Regions from separate parts of the Mus musculus genome. Here regions 2, 3, 4, 5, 6 and 7 are each linked to region 1. A link is a contact called in public HiChIP or PLAC-seq and promoter capture Hi-C data. All regions are on one chromosome and are shown on one strand. Each heading gives the region's core, a stretch centred on a gene start, on an enhancer-like site or on the middle of the called end of the contact. The rest is flanking DNA. Distances are from core to core; before and after follow the strand shown. Region 1 holds the start of Mthfd2l (methylenetetrahydrofolate dehydrogenase (NADP+ dependent) 2-like). Region 2 holds the start of Nup54 (nucleoporin 54). Region 3 overlaps Uso1 (USO1 vesicle docking factor). Region 4 holds the start of Naaa (N-acylethanolamine acid amidase). Region 5 holds the start of Sdad1 (SDA1 domain containing 1). Region 6 holds the start of Ccdc158 (coiled-coil domain containing 158). Region 7 has its middle 18 kb from the start of Art3.

Evidence for each region. Promoter capture Hi-C pulls out the DNA fragments that hold promoters and counts their contacts. HiChIP or PLAC-seq counts read pairs in DNA pulled down with a chosen protein or histone mark.
Region 2: a contact with region 1 is called in a promoter capture Hi-C map of the HPC-7 cell line. The contact joins the promoter of Nup54 here to the promoter of Mthfd2l in region 1. A contact is called at or near these places in 4 of 39 promoter capture datasets (the HPC-7 cell line, cranial neural crest, embryonic stem cells and 1 more).
Region 3: a contact with region 1 is called in a promoter capture Hi-C map of liver, with 3 times the contacts expected there. The contact joins the enhancer-like site here to the promoter of Mthfd2l in region 1. A contact is called at or near these places in 4 of 39 promoter capture datasets (the 3T3-L1 cell line, embryonic stem cells, hippocampal neurons and 1 more), 1 of 115 datasets of contacts at active chromatin or transcription factors (astrocytes) and 1 of 9 other capture datasets (adipose tissue).
Region 4: a contact with region 1 is called in a promoter capture Hi-C map of pre-B cells, with 3 times the contacts expected there. The contact joins the promoter of Naaa here to the promoter of Mthfd2l in region 1. A contact is called at or near these places in 8 of 39 promoter capture datasets (the 3T3-L1 cell line, the C10 cell line, cranial neural crest and 4 more) and 2 of 115 datasets of contacts at active chromatin or transcription factors (astrocytes and pancreatic cancer cells).
Region 5: a contact with region 1 is called in a promoter capture Hi-C map of 3T3-L1-derived adipocytes, with 4 times the contacts expected there. The contact joins the promoter of Sdad1 here to the promoter of Mthfd2l in region 1. A contact is called at or near these places in 7 of 39 promoter capture datasets (the 3T3-L1 cell line, 3T3-L1-derived adipocytes, cranial neural crest and 2 more) and 1 of 115 datasets of contacts at active chromatin or transcription factors (astrocytes).
Region 6: a contact with region 1 is called in a promoter capture Hi-C map of pre-B cells. The contact joins the promoter of Ccdc158 here to the promoter of Mthfd2l in region 1. A contact is called at or near these places in 2 of 39 promoter capture datasets (hippocampal neurons and pre-B cells).
Region 7: a FOXA1 HiChIP or PLAC-seq map of pancreatic cancer cells shows a contact between it and region 1. The contact joins the enhancer-like site here to the promoter of Mthfd2l in region 1. A contact is called at or near these places in 3 of 39 promoter capture datasets (the C10 cell line, cranial neural crest and pre-B cells) and 2 of 115 datasets of contacts at active chromatin or transcription factors (astrocytes and pancreatic cancer cells).

The regions. Positions count from the first base shown.
Region 1 is chr5:90,929,927-90,932,802 of GRCm38.p6, forward strand. Mthfd2l (methylenetetrahydrofolate dehydrogenase (NADP+ dependent) 2-like) reads left to right here and starts at 1,270. Exons shown (of 8, transcript NM_026788.1): 1 at 1,270-1,507. The coding sequence starts at 1,392.
Region 2 is chr5:92,433,752-92,436,451 of GRCm38.p6, forward strand. It overlaps Nup54 (nucleoporin 54), which reads right to left and starts at 1,448. Exons shown (of 13, transcript NM_001359995.1): 1 at 1,253-1,448; 2 at 471-632. The coding sequence starts at 1,319. It overlaps Gm42114 (a long non-coding RNA gene), which reads left to right and starts at 860. Exons shown (of 2, transcript XR_880431.3): 1 at 860-1,231; 2 at 1,842-2,318.
Region 3 is chr5:92,168,475-92,171,198 of GRCm38.p6, forward strand. It overlaps Uso1 (USO1 vesicle docking factor), which reads left to right. Exons shown (of 24, transcript NM_019490.1): 8 at 2,199-2,319. Among named protein-coding and RNA genes, the nearest start is that of Gm25290, 23 kb to the right of the region's middle. Within about 2 kb of position 1,392, at least 5 of the 459 cell types and tissues checked have an H3K27ac peak or open chromatin away from gene starts, as enhancers often do. A contact at or near this core is called in liver, where this site is marked.
Region 4 is chr5:92,276,773-92,279,653 of GRCm38.p6, forward strand. Naaa (N-acylethanolamine acid amidase) reads right to left here and starts at 1,409. Exons shown (of 11, transcript NM_025972.4): 1 at 1,140-1,409; 2 at 147-311. The coding sequence starts at 1,360.
Region 5 is chr5:92,308,687-92,311,527 of GRCm38.p6, forward strand. It overlaps Sdad1 (SDA1 domain containing 1), which reads right to left and starts at 1,338. Exons shown (of 22, transcript NM_172713.2): 1 at 1,106-1,338. The coding sequence starts at 1,195.
Region 6 is chr5:92,673,815-92,676,514 of GRCm38.p6, forward strand. Ccdc158 (coiled-coil domain containing 158) reads right to left here and starts at 1,313. Exons shown (of 25, transcript NM_001360018.1): 1 at 1,244-1,313.
Region 7 is chr5:92,367,117-92,370,003 of GRCm38.p6, forward strand. It overlaps a transcript of Art3 not described here. Among named protein-coding and RNA genes, the nearest start is that of Art3, 18 kb to the right of the region's middle. Within about 2 kb of position 1,530, at least 64 of the 459 cell types and tissues checked have an H3K27ac peak or open chromatin away from gene starts, as enhancers often do. A contact at or near this core is called in pancreatic cancer cells, where this site is marked.

The sequences.
Region 1 (2,876 bases), core at 20-2,519:
GCCTACCGCCTATTACCCAGCTCCTCACTGCTGAACCTAAGTGAACCAGCGCTCGGGTTTAACGCTGTCTCAGCTTAGCCCATACCTTCTCCGGTATGAATTTCCCTTATCCTTTATTTTATGGAGCTCCGAACCAGCAGCGTCTCTTCCAAAAATCCTTTGCCGTTTCTCAGTCCCGAGTTGGTTCACCAATTGTTGTGTCCGGCCAGCAGACCACAACCTGGGTTCTAGCCTGAAAAGGCATTTTGGAAACCTGGAAGAGAAGAGGGGCTAGGTGGCGAGAGAAAAGAATGTAGCCAAGACAGTTACTCTGATCAAGGCTCAAATTTTATTGTTGCGACACTAGTTATGAAGGAAGGGGGAGGGGACCCGATTCCCGCCGAATAATCTCGGGTCCAGTAGAAAGGTGCACGTGTGTGGCTCCTCAGGTTCCAGCAGTGGGCGTGGCAGAACGAATGAGCAGGAAGCTCCACCCCTGAGCAAGCAGGTTTCAGGCTGGGGGAGGGGAGACTACACTTGTATATTTGGGGTACAAGTTCACAACAAGTATTTTACAAACACCCACCCCTCAACGAAACTTTTTCCTTGCCTTTTCATTCTCTTAACAGGTTTATTTTTCCCCCACAGCAGAAATTTAAATTTTTTTTATACACTATGATAAAGTGTTACATAAAAAGTCTCGATGCCAAGATTTTCTTCTATGTTTTCTTTCTGTGATTAAATGCCTTCTACCAGACAGACATTGCACCACTGTTCTTGATGGTTTTTTCACAGAACAAGCTCTCTAACATCTGGGACTTTCCATAACTAGTTTCCTCAGTCAGACAGTAGTCTAAACAGCTCTTGCCCCTCGCATCACTGCCACAGCTTGACCTTGGGAGGAATATTTCCTGTTAGCTTTGCAGATGATTTTTGCTTTCTCATTGCAAACTCCCTCTGCTTTAAGGTTCCACAAACTCTAGGATCTTCTGGAAGTGTCAAGGATGCTGAAGACTGATAGAAATCCCAAGGACATCTTTGTTTCTTCCTCTCCTTGAGTTTCTTTTTCAATGCATCTTAAGGTCGCACAGGGAGTGAAAAGCAAAGACCTGCAACAACTTTACTGCTCCAAGCTGCCCTCCCTGTAACCATGGAAACGAGACCAGGGACTAGAGCTGGGCCTGGGGCACAAGGGGGCCTTGCTGCCTGCAAGAACGGCCGAGGACTTCCCTGTGCTCCCGTGGCGACAGCGTGCACGGGTTGGAGCCAAGTCGCCCGCCACCCCGCGGCCACCAGCGGTGCCGCCTCTGCCTTCTCGGGGCTCGGCCCCGCCCCGCGCCCCGGAACCCTGCTGAGGGCCCCGGGCGTGTCGCTGAGCTGACCGCGGGACCCCCGGAGGCGGACGGCGAGGCATGGCGACGCGGGCCCGCGGCTTCTCGCTGCTCCGGGGCCGTCTGGGCCGAGGGCCTGTGCGAGCCCCGGGCGTCGCCGAGCGCGCGTGGCGCGGCTTCGGGAGCAGCGGCCGGAGGTAGGAGCTGCGGGCAGGGGCCGCGCGCTGGGCGGCGGCGGGGCCTGCGGAGGCCCGGGGTGGCCGCGGTGCGAGGCGCTCAGGCAATGGGCCGCGGCTTTGTTCAGACTGTTCTTGTGCGAGGAGGAGTAGGCGCTGTGCAGACCTGTAGTCCAGCGTTTCTGTTTCTTTAGTCCTTTGTCACCGGCTTGCTGTAATCTTTCCCACCTCGGAATGTCTTACAGTTTCCTTAAACTGCATGCAGTCCAGGCTGGCCTCTCCGCTTGTAGGGCGCTTGGCAGCCTTCGGATTTGGTTGCTGCCCGGGACAATGAAAAGACACCGTGGTGCCCAGGAACAGGCCACGCTGCCGCAGCGTCCCTTGTCTGCTGGGGAATCCAACCTATGGAACAACAGCAATGCATAGTGTCTTGCCCAGGGCCTTCGAGTTCAGAAAAACTCATTTGTAAACTTCCAGTGCTTCTTAGGTGGCTGGAGACTCTCGCTTGACGGTTTATAGTCACTTTGTGTCCTCAAGGAAAAGTACAGTGAGGCTGTGCCCATAGGTGCTGTGTGATTTAAATTAACTCCCCATCATACGTATTTGGATCTTAGTTTTGAGTCACTGAAATTTAAAGTTCTTTCTGTAGTCTTAACTTCGGAGATGGTTTGTAGTGACTAGGTCTATAGAAGAGGATGTGTGGTAAATGATACAGCTTCGGAATTCTATTGCTGTACACTGTTGGCCTGTAGTAGCAGCGTTGGGATTTGCTGTTTAGCCAGAGTGCTCTCCTCCCTTGGAAGAACAGATTTGTAAGGGTTCTGTTTGCAATCCAGACTTGAAGGGGTTGTCTACCAAGAGTATCCTATTTAAATCATTATCCTTGGAATTTCAAGTTTTTAGTGCTTCCCTCTAGAATAATGGTAATTTTTTTGTTAGTGTATAAGTTGATTAATGTCCCTTCATCAGTTCGATGTCTCCATCTCCCCATTTGCTCCTTGCCTAATTCCTACTGAAACAACAGTTACAACCTCAGTATTTGGTTGTAGCCACATGCTCCACACCCACAAACACATAGATATCCATCCATTCATAGAAACTTCCCATCTTGCAATTTGTAGTTTGGTCTGGTGGCAGGCCTTGGGTTTGAACTCTGATACCTTAGAATTAAAGGTGCAGTCTGTTTTGGAAGACTATTTCTTTCAAACTGTGATGATAAAAGACATTACTTTGTGCCTGCCTGCTTCCCATTCTGTTTGATGCAGATTACAATTATGTAAGAAAAGAAATGCCATTTTGTAGCGTTTTTGCTTTTTAAGACGGCACTAACCAAGTTCGGATATGGTGGTACTTTTTTGACCTTTCTTTTGGCCCTGACCGCTTTACCTGA
Region 2 (2,700 bases), core at 198-2,697, 1.5 Mb after region 1:
TGAGTTAATGCTAGAAAAACATCGTTACAGTTTGAAAAACAAGACAGGTCGCTGCTGTTCGTATAAGACTTGTTTCTCTTGGAAACACAAGGACAATAAGATGAAATCCCAATGAAATATGTATTAAAAAATGAAAAATGACTGCAGGAGTCCAAGAATCCCAGGGAAACGCTTACCTTCTGCTAAAGCTAATGTTTTAAAAAATATTCGGTTCCCAACTTATCATTTGGAAGCTGTGCTCTGTATCATTAAATGAAAATCCAACCAAGGTGCATTCTAATTCTTTAAGGCTTTCCAAAACCCACATCTTTTAAAGCAGCCAAAACTTTAAATATATTTGATTTGATCTTAGGAAATAAACCCCTTTCTTTATTAGACAAGTGCCATTTCTTCCCCCAAACTCTAGGGACATCGGAACATTCTTGGACTCCAGCCCCCATACTCGTTACACACATGACCCCAGTATCTACCTGCACTCGCCAGACTGTTACCAAAATTGAACGGAGTCGCCGAGGTAGTAGAAACACCGAAATTCCCAATATTAAAGTTCACTGCAGGGTTAGCGGTTAATCCGAAACCCCCAAAATTAAACCCACCGGCGGTGGAGTTGGCAGTCTCAAGCCCACCAAATCCTGATAGTCGTGGAGGCAAGAGAAACAAAAATTTGAAAAGGTGAGAGGAGGGAAAGAGAAAAGGAGAAGAAAGAAAGGTAAGAATTACAAGAATCAGCAAGAGGTTTCACAGCGTGAACAAACCTGACCTGCACCGGATCAGGGGAAGAAAGCCAAGGTGCGGACAGACAGAAGGAGCGAAGGGCAGCACGGGCGGGGGCCGAGCATCCCCCCCCCCCGGGCTGGGGAGGGGACAGAGGGAGCTGCGGGCAGCCTGGCTCCAACTTTACCCGTCTGGACCTTGAGGCTGAGACGGACGAGGGGACGCGGGGTCCCGGGAAATGAGAGGGGCGTAGCCTCCGGCCTCTCCTGGGCGGACACCCCAATGGCGGGAAGCACCGCGGCGGCCGAGCCACGCGGGTTGAGCGTGCTGTGCGAGCCCCAGGCTGAGCCTGAGCAGCCCGCGGCCCTCCCACCGCCACCGCCGCCGCCACCACCGCCACCGCCCTCTCCAAATGACTCCAAGGTGTCCCGAGTGCCAGGGCAACCCCGGGACCCCCCAGCCGGACCGATCGGATCGAGGGGGCGGGCCCGAGGCTTTGGTTCCTTGGAGGAAGAAGGTAGGCCCAGGGCTGACTCACCCGCCGGTGCCGCGGTGGCTGTAGAGGTGCCCGAAGTGCCCGAAGGAGCCCCAAAATTGAAAGCCATGTCGCGGGAGCAGCACTTAGATGGCCCCGGGCTCGCGCGGCGCGACGCCCAGTGCCCTCCGCTCTTCTGTCCGGCTGGGAACCGTCAGGCGGTCCGTACCATTAGTTCCGCCTCCTTCCCGGTCTAAGCGGAGCAGGCAGGAACCAAGCAAGGATGGAGTGGGTGGGATGATCGAACGGGAACGCCTACCACCGATCACTTCCGGGGGTGTGTTTGTGGCTTTCACGTGGTGTGGGGCGTCACCACAAAGGGGAAGTGATGAGAAGTTGGACATGGGGTGTTGTATGGTGGCTCTCTGAAGCCACTTTAGAGAAGTGACAGTGTGCAGGGACCGCGTGAAAGTACTGCCCTTACCTCTGAGGAGCGGTCCTTCCCGGAGGAAAGGAGGTTTGAGTAGATAAAGCAGTTGAGAAAGAGGCATTCGAGAGTGATGGAAAGATGATGGCGATGGTGGTAACACGTGTGTTAGCTATGTGGAATGCACGCTAGTAATTGTTTTTGCATATTTTTTTAAACCCCCAGCTGCGTTTCAGACAGTTTACTACTATTGTCATTGACCAAGAAGAAGGGCTGACCTCGATGAAGCAAATGGGCCCACTAACTGGTAAAATCTGTGCCCTGCATCGCACTTCTGGGGAACATTTAATCCTCAACTACACAGAGAAGATTTCTGTCGTTGACTAATTGGCACAGACGAGACAGGAGGACTGAGGATTAGAGTTGCAAAGCAGCATCCCCAAAGTCACTTCGCTGGTTTTTCTCTACTTAGCCCCGATTCTTTTCTCCTTTTAAAAATATTTATTGTACATGGCACTGTGTTACATTAGGACATCTTGATACAAGTTTATGTTGTATTTTGAATATATATTCCTACTCCTAAATTTTCTGTCTTCTCCCTGTCTCTCCCATTAGTTCCCTAGTAATTTTACTTCATTTTCCATGTCATATGATTTATGTGTTTAATTAAACCTAGGAATCATAAATGAATTTTTTTCCTTCTGTGACTGGCTTAATTCACTTAATAATGTTTATCTCCAGTGATATTCAGTTTTGTGCAAATGACAACATAACTTCCTTCTTAGGGCTGAAAACTCTTTTGAGTATATACCATCCTCTGTTTCTGATCCATCCCTCTGTTGTTAGGCAACTAGGTTTGTTAACAATTGTGACTAATGCTTCAGTAGAGATTGATATACATCTATGTGATAGACTAACTTGGAGTCCTTATAGACATAGCTGGGTCATGTGGTAGATCTAATTTTAGTTTTCTCAGGAACCTCTTTGCCCCATTTTGTGTGTGTGTGAGAGAGAGAGAGAGAGCACATGCATGTGTGGGAAGAGTGTATACACACATATGTGCACACGTGCCTGAAGGCCAGAG
Region 3 (2,724 bases), core at 142-2,641, 1.2 Mb after region 1:
AGGTACTTTGATCTGTCCCACCCAGCACCCCCTGCTGTCCCACCCCACCATGTGTTCAGTCTATTTTCTTTAGCTCTTGGCTCTTTCTTCTAACTTTTTGCCTCGGTTTTTATTTGAAGCAGATGAAATGATTGTCCATGTTTTCTTTTATTAATTTTATTAATGGAGCTTAAGTTTTATTTTTGTTGTAACCTCTGATATCTTAGTTTTATATGTTTTATAGGTTTTTTTTTTTTTTTAGTTTCAGCTAACCTATCAGCAAAGTAAGAGGAAAATAAACTACTAATAAATGTTGATATTGAAAACAGGTAAACCCTGTAGGTGCTGTTTTCCCGCCTTCTAAATGGCATGACATCTAGGTGTGGTAGAACATGCCTTTAGCCCCCAGCACTCTGGGGACAGAAGCAGGGGATCTGCGGGAGTTTGAGGCCAGTCTAGTGTGTATAGAGTGTTCCATGGGAATAGTGTGGCAGAGGGATCCGAGATACTGTTATTCTACTTTGCAGATAAGTATTCTGAGACATGGAATTTGTGCACTTTGCTTAAAGTCATACAACTAGTAAGTAGGGCATTTAGCTTCTGTCCACTTTATGAGACTCAGAGTTTGTATGACTTGTGTAAACCTTTCTTTTTCCTTTTAGGCAGTTAAAATTCAAGTTGGCACCATTATGTTGGCAGATTTGACATTTAAATTTTATTTTACCTTTCTTTCATGTTAGTATTAAAATTTGAAAATCCGGGGAAGGGGTGAGATGAGGCCAGCGAGTTGACAGCCTTCTTAACCTTGTACAGACGCTTAGCTGCCACCTGCCACCGTGGCACTCCCATCCCTGTGTGGCAAGCCTCTGAAAGCGGCGGCTGTGCTTTTCCCCTTCATGTATTTATTGTCTCTTTTATCTGTGGTCACTGAGCGGCTCAGAAGGACTGGCTGAGTGATAGATGCTGAAGTAGGAAGTGAGGAGTAGGGCTGGAGCGGTGGCTGAGCAGGGCAGAGCATGGCTGCTCTCCCAGAGGAGCTGGATTCATCCCCAGCACCCGCGTGTTAGCTCTCAGCTGTCTGTAACCCCAGTTCCAGGGATCCTGTGCCCTCTCATGGCCTCCACAGGCACTAGGCTTGCAAGTGGTGTACAGGCATACACACAGGCAAAACACTATACACAGAGAGACGAGTAATAAGGAGTAATGTAAGCTTTTTAAGTGATAAGTGCCAAAGCTATATAAACAGCTCAATACACTGAAAAAAACTGAAAGCCAGGGCACAGACTTAGTTAACCTTTGTTTGTTTGTTTGTTTGTTTATCTGTTCTGTAGGTTTATCTGACATTCAGAGCTTAGGTTTCATCCACACTGACTAGATTTTGAAATGTGTAAACAGGGTCATAGGTTATCATGACACACTATGGGATATTTCTTATTCCTTTGGCCCAGACAGCTTAGTTGTTATCTGTGCACAGTCCCCATGTGCATCTGGAGGCTCCCTACACACACCTGGAGCCCCATCTCCTCCATGACACATCCAGATTTCGGGTGCCTGTGGCATGCTTCTTGAGGCCTACTCTGTGACTGCCTGGGAATGTCAGTGGTGCACTCCTGGATCACACCTTTTTGGTGGCAGGACATCCAGTCTTCTTGCCACCCTTCTTTGTGGGAGCCATTTTTGCCAGCCACAGGCCGGAAAAGACTGTGGGAGAAAAACCATGCTACACGAACCTTCTGCAAACTTTCTTACAGGGTGTGAATTTCCATTTCTTGTTTTTGCTGATTTAAAATCAAATTGTAGGAATTTGGGAGCCTGATTTTCAAGGTATCCTGAACTCTGTAGAAATTCTGTTAAAATGTGGTGGTGGTATTTCATGATTTATATCATCATTTTGAGAAGAGTAAATATGAGAACTTTATAATCCTTCTCGGCTTGTGGAAATTACATGGTGACAGATAAGAGTGAGAATTGTGTTCTTACTGTATGTAGCTAAGAAGAAACTTGTTAGATGTAACTCTTGCCAAGGTCCTGTTCCTATGTGACCTATGACCGTCAGGGGAGCTGAACCGTCTCTGCCGTCTATGTCCTTCTGTATATAGAGAGCAAAGCAGGTGGATTTGTAAAGCCCTGTTTACTGTAGGATTCTATGATTTTAAAGTAATTTTTGGGAGTCCAATAAATTTCATACTCAACTGAATGCCACCTTTCTTTTCTATAAGGGCGTCTTACTACTGCAGGCATTAACAAGGAGCAATGGAGCAATCCAGAAAATTGTTGCTTTTGAAAATGCTTTTGAGCGACTGCTGGACATTATTACAGAGGAGGGGAACAGTGACGGAGGTAAGAGTGAGACCGTGCAGACTGCTGTGTAGTCACTCACCATGTCTTACAGCAGCACACACGCCCCTCTTCCCAGCCGAATCGATTCCCGGGATCAAATGTCCGTGTGAAACTCAGATTTTCACAGATTCCAGTCTTTTCCAGGGAGGGGACCTGGAAATGTCAGTGCGACAGGAGTCCTTAGCAAATTATCTCCCCAGTAGAGGAAATGAAGAGCTGTGAACAGCTAGGTAGAGAAGAAAGGCAGGAGTCTGTTCGCCTTGTGAGTGCACTGTGTCAGAGACAGATGAGCACATTCACGTCTTCAGAGTCAGAATGTATTGATGACAACTGCCAGGGCATTGTCATTTCAGAGGCAGCAACTTCCAGATGCTCCCACTCTGCCAAGGAGGTTCTTTTATTGAA
Region 4 (2,881 bases), core at 159-2,658, 1.3 Mb after region 1:
AGTCAGAAACCTAAGGTGACATGTAAACTTCAGTCATTATCTCATCTTCACCAAGCGAACATATCTCCTCCATTCATTATGGGTGACAGGAGTCCCCAGTAGGTGGCAATTAGTTGACTTTAATCCACCTAGCACGGGGCACTTACGCGGAAGCCTCGTAGGCCAGGTTGACCAAGATACCGTCAGCCAGGCTGAGGTTGAGCGAGTCACAGATGCTGCGGATCTCGTCGGTGAAGGGCTGAGGCAGGAAGCTCTCCACCTTCGACACAATTTCTCCGACCATCCCGAGTACCCACTGGGGAACCCTGTCGCTAGAAATGAAAAAGTACGAAGTTTGTTTCTCGTCTCAGAGCATGGACAGTGCACGTATGCGTGGACGAGGCGGGAGGAATGTTGGGAATCTAGATTACTTTCAGAGCTGCTCCATTCCCAGCGTTCAAACCAGCGGGAATAAAGTGGGCATGATAGTGCAGGGCTGTAATCCCAGCTACTCAGGAGGCTGAGGCAGGAGGATTGTAAGGGCAGTTTATGTTTCACAGCGAGAATCTCTTTCTTTTTTTCTCACATCATAACATTTATATTCATTATTTGGGAATTTCATACAATGCAACCCGATCACACGTTCCTCTCGAGTCCACCCTCCCACCTTTGCCTTACCCCTCAAACAAACAAACAAACAAAACAACAACAAAAACAAACCACCAAATCCAATTTATGTTGTCCATATACTCATATATGTATAGTCAAACTCCCAGCGAGACTTTCGAAATGAAAAGTATAAGGGCTGAGATACACCCAATGGTAGTGCAATCACCACTACCTCCAGTGCCAACCTCCATGTAAGGCCAGCCAGGCTGGTCCACGATGCGGAGTTTCCTGGGCTGCATGCCCTACGCTGCAGCTTAGCATACTGGGTGACACCTTGCGCGTTACCCTGACCCGGAAAATGTGTGGTAAACGCGCGCGCCGCAGGAGGCTCCGAATTTGAGAGCCGAACTGGCCTTGCTGGGTCAGCCACCCGCTGGGCGCTGCGCAGAGCAGTGGGGAGGGCAGCGGTGCAGCGGTGAGAGGGTAGAGGTGCAGCAACGAGGGAAGAGCAGAGCCTGACTACAAGTTCACCAGACCAGTCCCGCGCTCACCCAATGACCTGCGCCACCGCGGTGCGCAAGAAGTCTGGGTCGTAGTGCCGCAGCATCGGCAGCCAGCGCTGCTCCGGGGCCGCGTCCAGACTGACGTTGAAGAGAGGCGGAGTCCCGGGGACGACAGCCGACAGCCAGGGACCGGACAGCGACAGTAGCAGCAACAGAGCCAGGGCCAGGTGTGCCCCATGGCACGCGGCCCTGGTGGCTAGGGTCCCCATAGCTCCGGCTTCTGAGGCCACCACCGGACCAATGAATCTTTGCTGTCCTGGGGAGGCGGAGTGGGAGGCCTGGGGCGGTGCTGGCACTGAAGGCGGGGCCTGCGCTCCACCCGGTCAGGAACCCAAGCACTGACACCGCCTCCTGCCCCAGCGGGATTAAGCCTGCTTCTCACTCACAGCTAGAGGCAGTATCACATCTCTGTGTAAAAGGCCGGGAGTGGTTGTACTTAATAACCTGGTGATTTGTGCTATACGTAGGGCCAGACCTCACCCGAACCCCCTAGACTATACTTCTATCCTAGACTTCCCAGACTCGTAAGCATTGTTTCTCAGTCAATAGAACCTATCCTTACGGAAGATGTCACATGCACTTTGTAGTTTGATGACTCTATGAAATATGTATGCCCAAGACCACACCCGATCCTGCCCAAGGTCCTTAAGATGCCGTAAGCTTTACTGTGCACATGAGATTGAGATAATTGTTACCAGGAAACGTCTTTTCCCTAAAATTGCGCTGTACTTAAACACCTAAAGTTCAGACTCTGTTTCAACCAGCGCCGGTGTACTGGATGGTTCTGTGTCAACACAAGCTAGAGCCGTCAGAGAGGCGCCTCGGTTGAGGACAATGCTTCCATGAGATCCAGCTGTAAGACATTTTCTCAATAAGCGATCGATGGGAGTGGGCCCATCCCTTTGTGGGTGGCGCCATCCCTGGCCTGATGATCCTGGGTTCTATAAGAAAGCAAGCCGAACAAGCCATGAGGATGGAGCTAGTGAGCAGGCCGAAGGACCCCAGGGCTAGTCCACCCCAGTGGCCTCTTGCTGGGATGGAGCTAAACTGCACATTCAGCTCACCCAAGTCAAGTGAGCAGCATGTTCAGTGAGAGAGCAACGCTGCCTCAGGAAAAAATCCCTGCCTGCAGTGGAAAGTAACAAAGACCCCCATGTCAGCCTCTAGCCTCCATGTGCACACACACACACGTGCACCGCCACACAACACACACACAAACATGCTAATGCTGAGTTACAGTCAGCAAAAGCACAAACTGATACTCTATGCCAAATTTTAAGATACTAAATAATACTGTGCTGAAGACACACACAGGAGCGTGCGCGCGCGCACACACACACACACACACACACACACACACACACACACACACATCTGAGATTAGCAGCACTTGAGGGAGGGGTCATGGTGAGTGCTTCAGTTCCACTTTTTGGTTCTCTTCTTATACTGAACTTCCTCTCTGTAGGCAGAACATAGCCCAGACTGACCCCACCCTCCTGCTCCTCCCGCTTGAGCCCTGGGTACTGGGATTACAGGCGTGAGCCAGAAAGCCAGCCTCTCATGCTTTCACTTATAAAACAAAAGCAACAAAAAAGCCAGGATATTAACATTGGATTGGTAAATGTTTCCTTGTGCTCTATATATTTGTATGTTAAAAAGTCGTGATTATAAAGTGTTTTTATTGGGCTGGAGAGATGGCTCAGTGGCTAAGAGCACTGACTGCTCTTCCA
Region 5 (2,841 bases), core at 88-2,587, 1.4 Mb after region 1:
TGAAAATGTGGTACATGCATTTAGTTTTTTCCAATCAAGAGCTGAAACCATGACAACAGGAGGAAAGATGTTAAGAAATTAAACCAGACTCAGAGAGGTAGCCTGTTTCCTCTCAGAAGCAAAAGTCAGATTTCAATTTAGTTTGTGACACAAGTTAGAAAGGGGAACCCAGTAAGAGCTTATGTTTAATGTGTATTGAGAGCTTGCCTACTTGTATGTGCGTGTATACATATGCCTAGTATCCAGAGGCCAGAAGTCGGGTGTCGCATCCCCTAACACTAGAGCAACAGATGGTTATGAGCTATCATGTAAGTGCTGGGCCTTGAACCCAGGTCCTCTGGAAGAACAGCCAGTGCTCTTAACCATTGAGTCAACTCCCCAGCTCTGGAAGAAGAGACCTTAAAGGGATGCAGGGAACTGAAATAAATGTGATGTGTATACAGAAGTGAAGTGGGGGCTGTCTGAGGAGAGAAGGGGACCAGTAAGGGGGGGGGGGAGACAGGGAGGATTGGGAAGGGCGGTGTGTAAGAAGACAAATAATAAAGGCAAAGGCGCGTCTTAATCTATCTACCAGGTTAAGAGTACAAAGTCACGGCCTTCATTTCGTGGTTCTTATGAATTCACACACTTGGAGTATGCCATGCCCCTCACAAACTGGACCTAACAGAGTTTTAGACCGCACATTTCCCTCAAAGCATTTTTTTCAAATCTAGCTCAGGGTGACTCCCAGGGAGTTTGAACTGTGGCTTAACTACATCTTCTACACTCTTGACTGTGGGGTGGCCCTGCCATCTGAGAACTCCTTGCTCTTCTTGGCAGAGCTTGGGGCACTCGGGAGAGGCCGTCTGTGGAAAGCATGTTTAACACACGACTCATCGTATGCTAGGGGCTAACTCGAGTTTTTGCTCTGAGGCGGCCAACGGACGTTACCGGCCCACGTCGGCGAGGCGGGCGGATAAACCCGGAGGCAGCAGGTTTTAGGGTGTGTTTCAGTGTTGGTGGGGTCTGCATGTCCCGTCCCCCGTATCTCCATCCCCCGTCCGTTTCCTCCCCAGGCCCCCGGAAGCACACCGGAGCATCCCGGGGAGCCGGATCCCGGTCCCACCTCCTCCACGTAGGCCGGCGGGTCCCGCTTGATCAGGTTCTGTAACTGCGGCAGGTTGCTGGGCAGCTTGTTGTTGTTCCTGCCGGACATGGTGGCTGTGGGTGGGCTCCCTGGCGAGCAGTGCTTGGAAAACGTCCGCCTCTGTCAGTCGCAGCCCGGGCCCCGCGGCAGCTTAGACTCGTGGGTCCCAGTGTAACCGGAAACGGCACGTGGGACACGCCGCTTGCCCGACCGAGCTACGGAACGCTCAGAGGATCAAACTTCACCACCCTGCTGCAACTCTTTGTAGGCGTCTGCACGCTATCGGTCCCTGCCGGTGGACAACCGCTACTGGTTGTCACCAAACTCTGGAGCAGGTTTCCTTATCTCAACATTCTTTTCCACTGAAAACAATTTTTATACAATATATTTGATCATGTTCTTTTTCCTCCGCCAATTCCTCCCAGTTCTCCCCATCTAGCTCAGCATTCTTATGGTGGCCCAAATAAATGAGGATTAATATGGGACTCAGGTATGACAGCATACAACTGTAATCCCTGTACTCAGGAAGCTGAGGCAGGAGCATTATATTTGTTTGGGGCAAGCCCGAGGCTTACTCTGTCTCAAGAAAAACGACAGAAATTAAGCAGGGGCCTGGGGACTGGTTCAGGTGTCCTATCTCATAGGAGACCCTAGGTTTCTTCTCCAGCTCTCCATAAACTGCGTGTGTTGGCTCATGCCTGCAACCCGCATACTCAGAGAAGAGGCGGCGGGAGGGTTGAGACTCCAAGGTCATCCTCAGTTACATAGGAATTTGAGAGAAACCTGAGATACATGAGATCCTGTATTATAAAATGAGGATTAGGGGCTGGAGATGGTTTAGCAGCTAAGATCTGGTACTGCTGTAGGGACTCAGGCTCAGTTTGCAACACACGGTGGCTCTCAACCATCTATAGTTAACTCCAGCTCCTGAGAAATGTGTGCCCTCAGCAGGTGCCTGTGCTCACAGCACACATACCCACACAGAGTTGCACACACATCACTAAAACAAAAACCTTGTCAGAAATGAGAATCATTTTCTTTTAGGCTGTACTAAAGGTAGAAGAAAAAAATCCATGAGGAGTATGCTTAGAGAATATGTTTTAGAGAATGGCAAAGAGCAGGGGTGGAGGTTAGATTGTTTTTTTGTTGGTGTTGGTTTGTTTGTTTGGTTTTGTTTTTTGAGACAGGTTTCTCTGTGTAGCCTTGGCGGTCCTGGAACTCACTCTGTAGACCAGGCTGGCCTTGAACTCAGAGATCCATCTGACTCTGCCTCAGGAGTGTTGGGTCTTAAAGGTGTGTGCCACCACCGCACCCAGGCAACTCTCTTAATTCTAACCACAGAGGGGAAAACAGCTGTTGGATGGTAACTAGGTTTTTGTTTTGTTTTGTTTTTGTTTTGTTTTGTTTTTTTCGAGACAGGGTTTCTCTATGTAGCCCTGGCTGTCCTGGAACTCACTCTGTAGACCAGGCTGACTTTGAACTCAGAAATCTGCCTGCCTCTGCCTCCCTACTGCCGGGATTAAAGGTATGCGCCACCACTGCCCGGTAGATGGTAACTAGTCTTACACTAATAGATGAATCAAGGTGTTATTATTCTGTGTAACCTAAGCAGTTTCCTAGATCAACTTCATCCAAGGTTACCTGACACCATGTTAGAGCCCAAATCAAAAGAAATTTATAATCATATCTGGATAAGTCCTGAGGACAGTTAGATC
Region 6 (2,700 bases), core at 63-2,562, 1.7 Mb after region 1:
AAGTCAGGGTCTCTCTACATAGCCCTGGCTGGCCTGGAGCTCTCTATGGAGACCTCACAGAGATCTGCCTGCCTCTGCCTCCTGAGTGCTAGAATTCAAGGTGTGCACCACCACACCAGCTTTAGATTCTAGAGTTTTAAAGTGGATCACTCTAATACAGAAGAACAGAGTCACCCCCGAAACTAAAACAGCAAGCAAAGGCCTTGTAGATACATCAAATAAATCTTTAACAACTACATTTAGAGGGTAAACAGCCTCTAAATGTAGTTCACACTCAACTAAAATGAATAGATAACTGTATTAAAATTTAAAATATGGGACTGGAATGATGGCTAGGCCTTAGAGCACTTGCTGCCAGTGTCCAGGTCCCAGCACCTGCATGGCTGCTCAAAACCTTCTGTAAGTCCAGTTCCAGGGAATCCCACAACCCCTTCTAGCCACCACAGGCATCAGGCACCCACATGGTGCCCTTACACACAGGCAGGCAAAATACTAAATTAACATAAAATAAAAATACATCTTTAAAAAAATGAAAAACGTGGCACAGAGGTTGGCATTTCAGATCTCTGCCTCAACTTTCCCACTCCCATAGACCATAGGTATACACACATTAGCAGCCCTGTCTAACTCACCCTCTGGGAAGATTCAACACTCTGGACCTTTTTTTCTTATGTAGTTATCAGCCAAAACACACCGAGGAACAGCCCACACCACTTACTTGTTTTCTGCATTCCCGTGACCTTAAAGCCAACCTGACATTTAACAGGAGCAATGCCTAGGACCGCTCAATTGGGGACTTCTGCAAGTGTTGTGGGAAAGGAGGCTGTTGCTGAGGTGGAAAGTCTAGGACCTGAAGTGGATTATCAAGAGGCTACAGTCACACAGTCTCATGTGGGACGAAATACTGGTGACAGCCCGAGACTCCACTGTCTGTCCCCACAGTTTCCCATCTCTTCCAGAGATTCCCAGGAGCCAGGCCGGAACAAAAGTGAGCAGGGAGCAGTCCTGTTGGACTCAAAGAATTCTGCAAGTGACTCTGCAGTCACGAAGACCCAGGTTTCCCGCCACTGCCCCTGGAGAACAGGGACAGTGTACAAAGTGGAAAACAGCTGTACAAAGTGATTGGGCTGCTTCCACGTGTGACCATAAGGCCATGGAAAGTTCCAGAAGGAACAGGAGTCGATCCAGGTCCTCAAGGAGAACGACCCTTCCCTGTACCCCGAGGCGCACTCCGTCCGCATACCTGCTAACAACACCTAGCCCTAAGAGACCGGCCGCATGTCCGCGGGGGCCGCGGCCGCACCTGCGAGACCCTGTCGGCTCTCACTGCACCCGAGACCGCGACCCCGCGCAGCTACCTTACCACGGCACCCGACCGGCCACCTCGAGGCCTCGAGCTCCCTGCTTCTGCGGAGCGCAAGCCCGGTCTGACGGTTGGCGGCGAGGAACTTAGGGAGAAAGGGGGCGGGGTGTGAGGGAAGGGCGGGGCGTAAGGAGGGCGGGGCGTGAGAGAAGCCGGAAGGCTGAGGTACGAGAAAAGGCGGGGCGTGAGGAGGAGGGCTGGACCGGAGAGGGGAGAGGGGAGAGGGGAGGCTGAGGCAGAAGAAGAGGGGCGGGGCCTGAGAGAGCGCTGCCCGTGAGGGGGCGGGGCAGGCAGCCTGTAAGACCACGCCCCCGGACTGCTACGTGCTCCCCGCTCCCCTACCCCGTCGCCAAGGCAACCAGGGAGGCCCAACAAGCCACATTTCTTCGCTTACTACTGCCCTGCAACCCGGCTCCTTATCTAGCCTCACTCTCCTGTCGTCCTCACAAAGACCCCACAAAGATCCTCCCAGCTACCAAATGGCACAGATCCTCTCTGTTACCAGCGCTCAGAGAGAGGGGCAGGCTGACATCCTTATTCACATGTGCAGTCTACTCCCCCTAACCCACCCCACCCCTGCCTGTTCAAGCTAACAGAATAACTTGCATTTTGCAGCTCGCCTGTGCTTAGCCTGTGCTTTTAAGTTGCACTTCCGTCCGGACTGTTTTTTCAGGTTCAGAGTTCTTCGGATAACTGACCTTTCTGCCTTCGGAGAGCTGTTTCCTCTTCTGTGCTTCGGTTACTCTGTCGTTATAACGACTATACACTCAGACTCCAGCGTGCTGTTCAAATTAGCATCCCAAAGAAAGAGTTCCAAAGAGGCGGAAGATGAGAGATACAACCTGTAGCGTTTGTTATTGTTTTGAAGACAGAGACTCCCTACGTAGCCTAGGGTGGCCACAAACTTGGAATCCTTCTGCCTCTTAGACTATGCTCTTACAGAAGTGTATAGATCAACTTTTGCTTTGTGATGTTGGATTCTGTTAACTATCAAGGTTAAGTAGTACAACACATATACAGTGTATAAATTGACTATAAATATCAAACACTTTTATGTAATGCAGTTACAAATTGTAACCTTTTATGAAGTACCATTGAAGACTTTTGTCATACCGCTTACTGCCTTGGAAACAACTAGGACTATAGCGTCAAGTACATAAACAGGAAATTATAATCACTAAGCAGGACGATAAATGGCTAGCCTCTGTGACTAGACTGAAAACAAGTTCCAATTAGTTTCCTTTAAACCTTTTCATTTCTATCAAAACATAAGTGTGTTCTTTTGGCATAAAACATTTTAATTACCTAACACGTGACTCTTATTGCTGTCTCATTTT
Region 7 (2,887 bases), core at 280-2,779, 1.4 Mb after region 1:
GCATGCCTCGGTTTTTGCTTATTTTTTTTTAAATAACATCTTTTCATATTCTATAATGAATATTTCTTCTAATTTTATAGCACTGACTCCTCGCCTAGCTTATCCAGGAAAAATGTAAATTACATCCGTGGTTTTAAGTCTCCAGTAGCCACATTTGAAAAGTAAAAGCAACTGAAAATAATTTAAGCAAAATATTTTATGTAACTCAAATCATAAAATCTATTGCCTAATGAACAATAAATAAAGTGAGATTTTATTTATTTTTTGATTAAGTGTTCAAATTGGACCAATCGCATGCCAAAGACTTGGTGCTCATAGGTGCTTATTAACTGCCATACTGGACGGGAGGACCTAGTGAGTGCACGCATTGCATGTTTCGTGTGTCCTGGCTGCCGCGATGCTCACTCTAAAGTAGCTCAGGGTGAAGGACAACAGCAGGAACCATGATTTTGCTTCACAGAGCTGACGTTCCAGGTGGTCCCGAGCCCCCACTATGAGTGCTGAGAACTGAACTCGGGTCCTCTAGAAGAGCAGTTTGTTCTCTTAACCACTGAGCCATCCCTCCAGCCTCCTAAACGCCACGTTCTGTCCTCCCAGTGCTATCGGCCTCTTTTGTTGTTATTTCTCAAGTTGGACTATATTGGCCACCTACTTAAAAGTTTCCCATTGAATTTAAAGGAATATCCCAGGAAATGAGTCTAATTTCTGTCTTTTTTTTTTTTTTTTAAAGTATTATCTGTGTGGTCTACTGAGCTTTCTGTTCCTGTAATAAAACACTATGACTGGAAGAACCTGGGAGGAAAAGGGCTTATTTCCGCTTATAGGTCACAGTCTGACATTGAGGGAAGCCAGGGCAGGAGCTCAAGCAGGCCCTGAAGCAGGACTGTGGAAGAATACTGTTTCTCCTCCCCACTGCCTTGCTTCTCGCTCACTTCAACACACATCCCAAGACTTCTGAGGAATAGTTCTGCCCACAGTGGGGTGGGCCCTCCTCACATGAGCCAGGAATCAAGACAGACCTGACCACAAGGCAGTCTGATGGATGCAGTTCTTCAGTTAGGGTTTCCCTCTTACCAGGTCGCATTAGGCAGTGTCAAGTTGACAATAAAAACTTAGCCACACAGTGTGGTCCATGTGAGCTTTAGCAATGCTTCGAGATGACTTGTTGACTTTAAAACACCAGGGCTGAGGGTGCAGCTCAGAGGTAGAACGCTTGCCTAATGTATCTGTAGGCTCTATGATTGAGTCCCAAAATTCCCTGCATAGTTTCCGGATCTAAAGAGATGAATGCACGTCACCTAAGTATACCGTTAACTCTCCATTCAGTAAGTTTCAGAAATGCACAGGGACCCCCCCCCCCCCACCAAATGTCAGTGCCAAGGTCTTTCCTTCAGTTCAGTTGCGAAACGTGGACCAGAAATGGAAACTCTAACATCTCCTTTTATTAGAAATCAGCGTGATGTAACAGGATCCTGTTTGAGGTTATAGAAGACGGATGACTCACTCCTATGGAAAAGATTGCCAGAAGTCCAGAATAACGTGCCGGGACTGAAGAGAGCGATAGCCAAATGCAGATCCTGTAACCTTATGGCAGTACAACACCTGCTGTTCTTTTCTATAACAACACAGTCATCTTAGAGAGCGTAGTGAATTTTGTTATTGTTAAGACATTACCACTGTGATTTCCTGACATTACAATACTGACCCAGTAGTCAGGAAAACCCTATACACTGTGTTCAGAGTGTCTGTCAGACCCTGAGTAAGACCACAATGAAGGAAACAAATAGAAACTAGAAAGAAATCATAAAAACACAAAAGTCCACGAAAACACAGAAAAAAAATGTGCATTTTTTTTGTTGCCTAAAAGAACCCCAAAATGAGGGTGATTTTTGAAGAAGAAGAAAAAAAAAGTTGTTTCTGAACTTAAGCTTAATCTTCCTATAATTTGACATAGAAAATGTTTTCAAAACCCGCATTCCGCTTATGCTGTCTGGTATCTGAAATAGATCTGTCAGGGGGTCACATTTTATAAGCACCACTTCGTGTTTGATGTGTGCTGTCCCAGACATTACAGCATTGGGCATGCGCACAGGAAGGAGGGGCCGTTGCAGTAGTCCCCACTGTCTGACTGACCACCCCATGCTTGAGAGAACCATTATGAGTCATGGTTCCCTGCCTTGCCAGCAGGGACAGAGTCACAGCTGCGGCTCAGCTCACACACACAGGCTGTGCTGAACGTCTGGTGCTAAAGGGACTCACTTTAGTGTCTGAAAGGGAGAGGGAGAGAGACAGCTTTCAGCTCCCAGAGATCGGAGATTTAAAAAGCTGTTTATTTTGTGTGTTCGCATGTTCACATGTCATTGCGTACACATATATATGCATGCAGAGGGCTGAAGTTGATGCCGATCGTCTTCCTGAATTCCTCCATTTTATTGGTTTAGGTGGGTTTTCTTGCTGAACCCAGAGCATGCCAATTCCGGCTGGTCTAGTTACCCAGCTTGCCCTGAGGATATCCTTAAGGATGCCCTGGCACTGGGACTATGGGAGCTCTGTCACATCGGCCTGGCTTTTATGTGGGTTCTGGGATGTGGACTCCAGACCTCATCTCTGCCAGGCAAATATCTGCTGCATTGAGCCATGACCTCAGCTCCTGATAAACGGGTATTGAGAGTTAGATCTACTGTACCTGTTTACACTGTCTGGTGTCAGCTGTCTCCAGCTTGTTCCTGCCCTTAAGAGACTCTTATTGGCTGTGTTAAATCTACTGTGTGGTTTGCTCTGTTAAGCTGTGGGTGGTTTTGTTGTTGTTGTTTTGTTTTGTTTTGTTTTGTTTTTAACCATAACCCTAAATTGACTGAGTTTGAGCTACAGAGAATTTGAGCTGAAT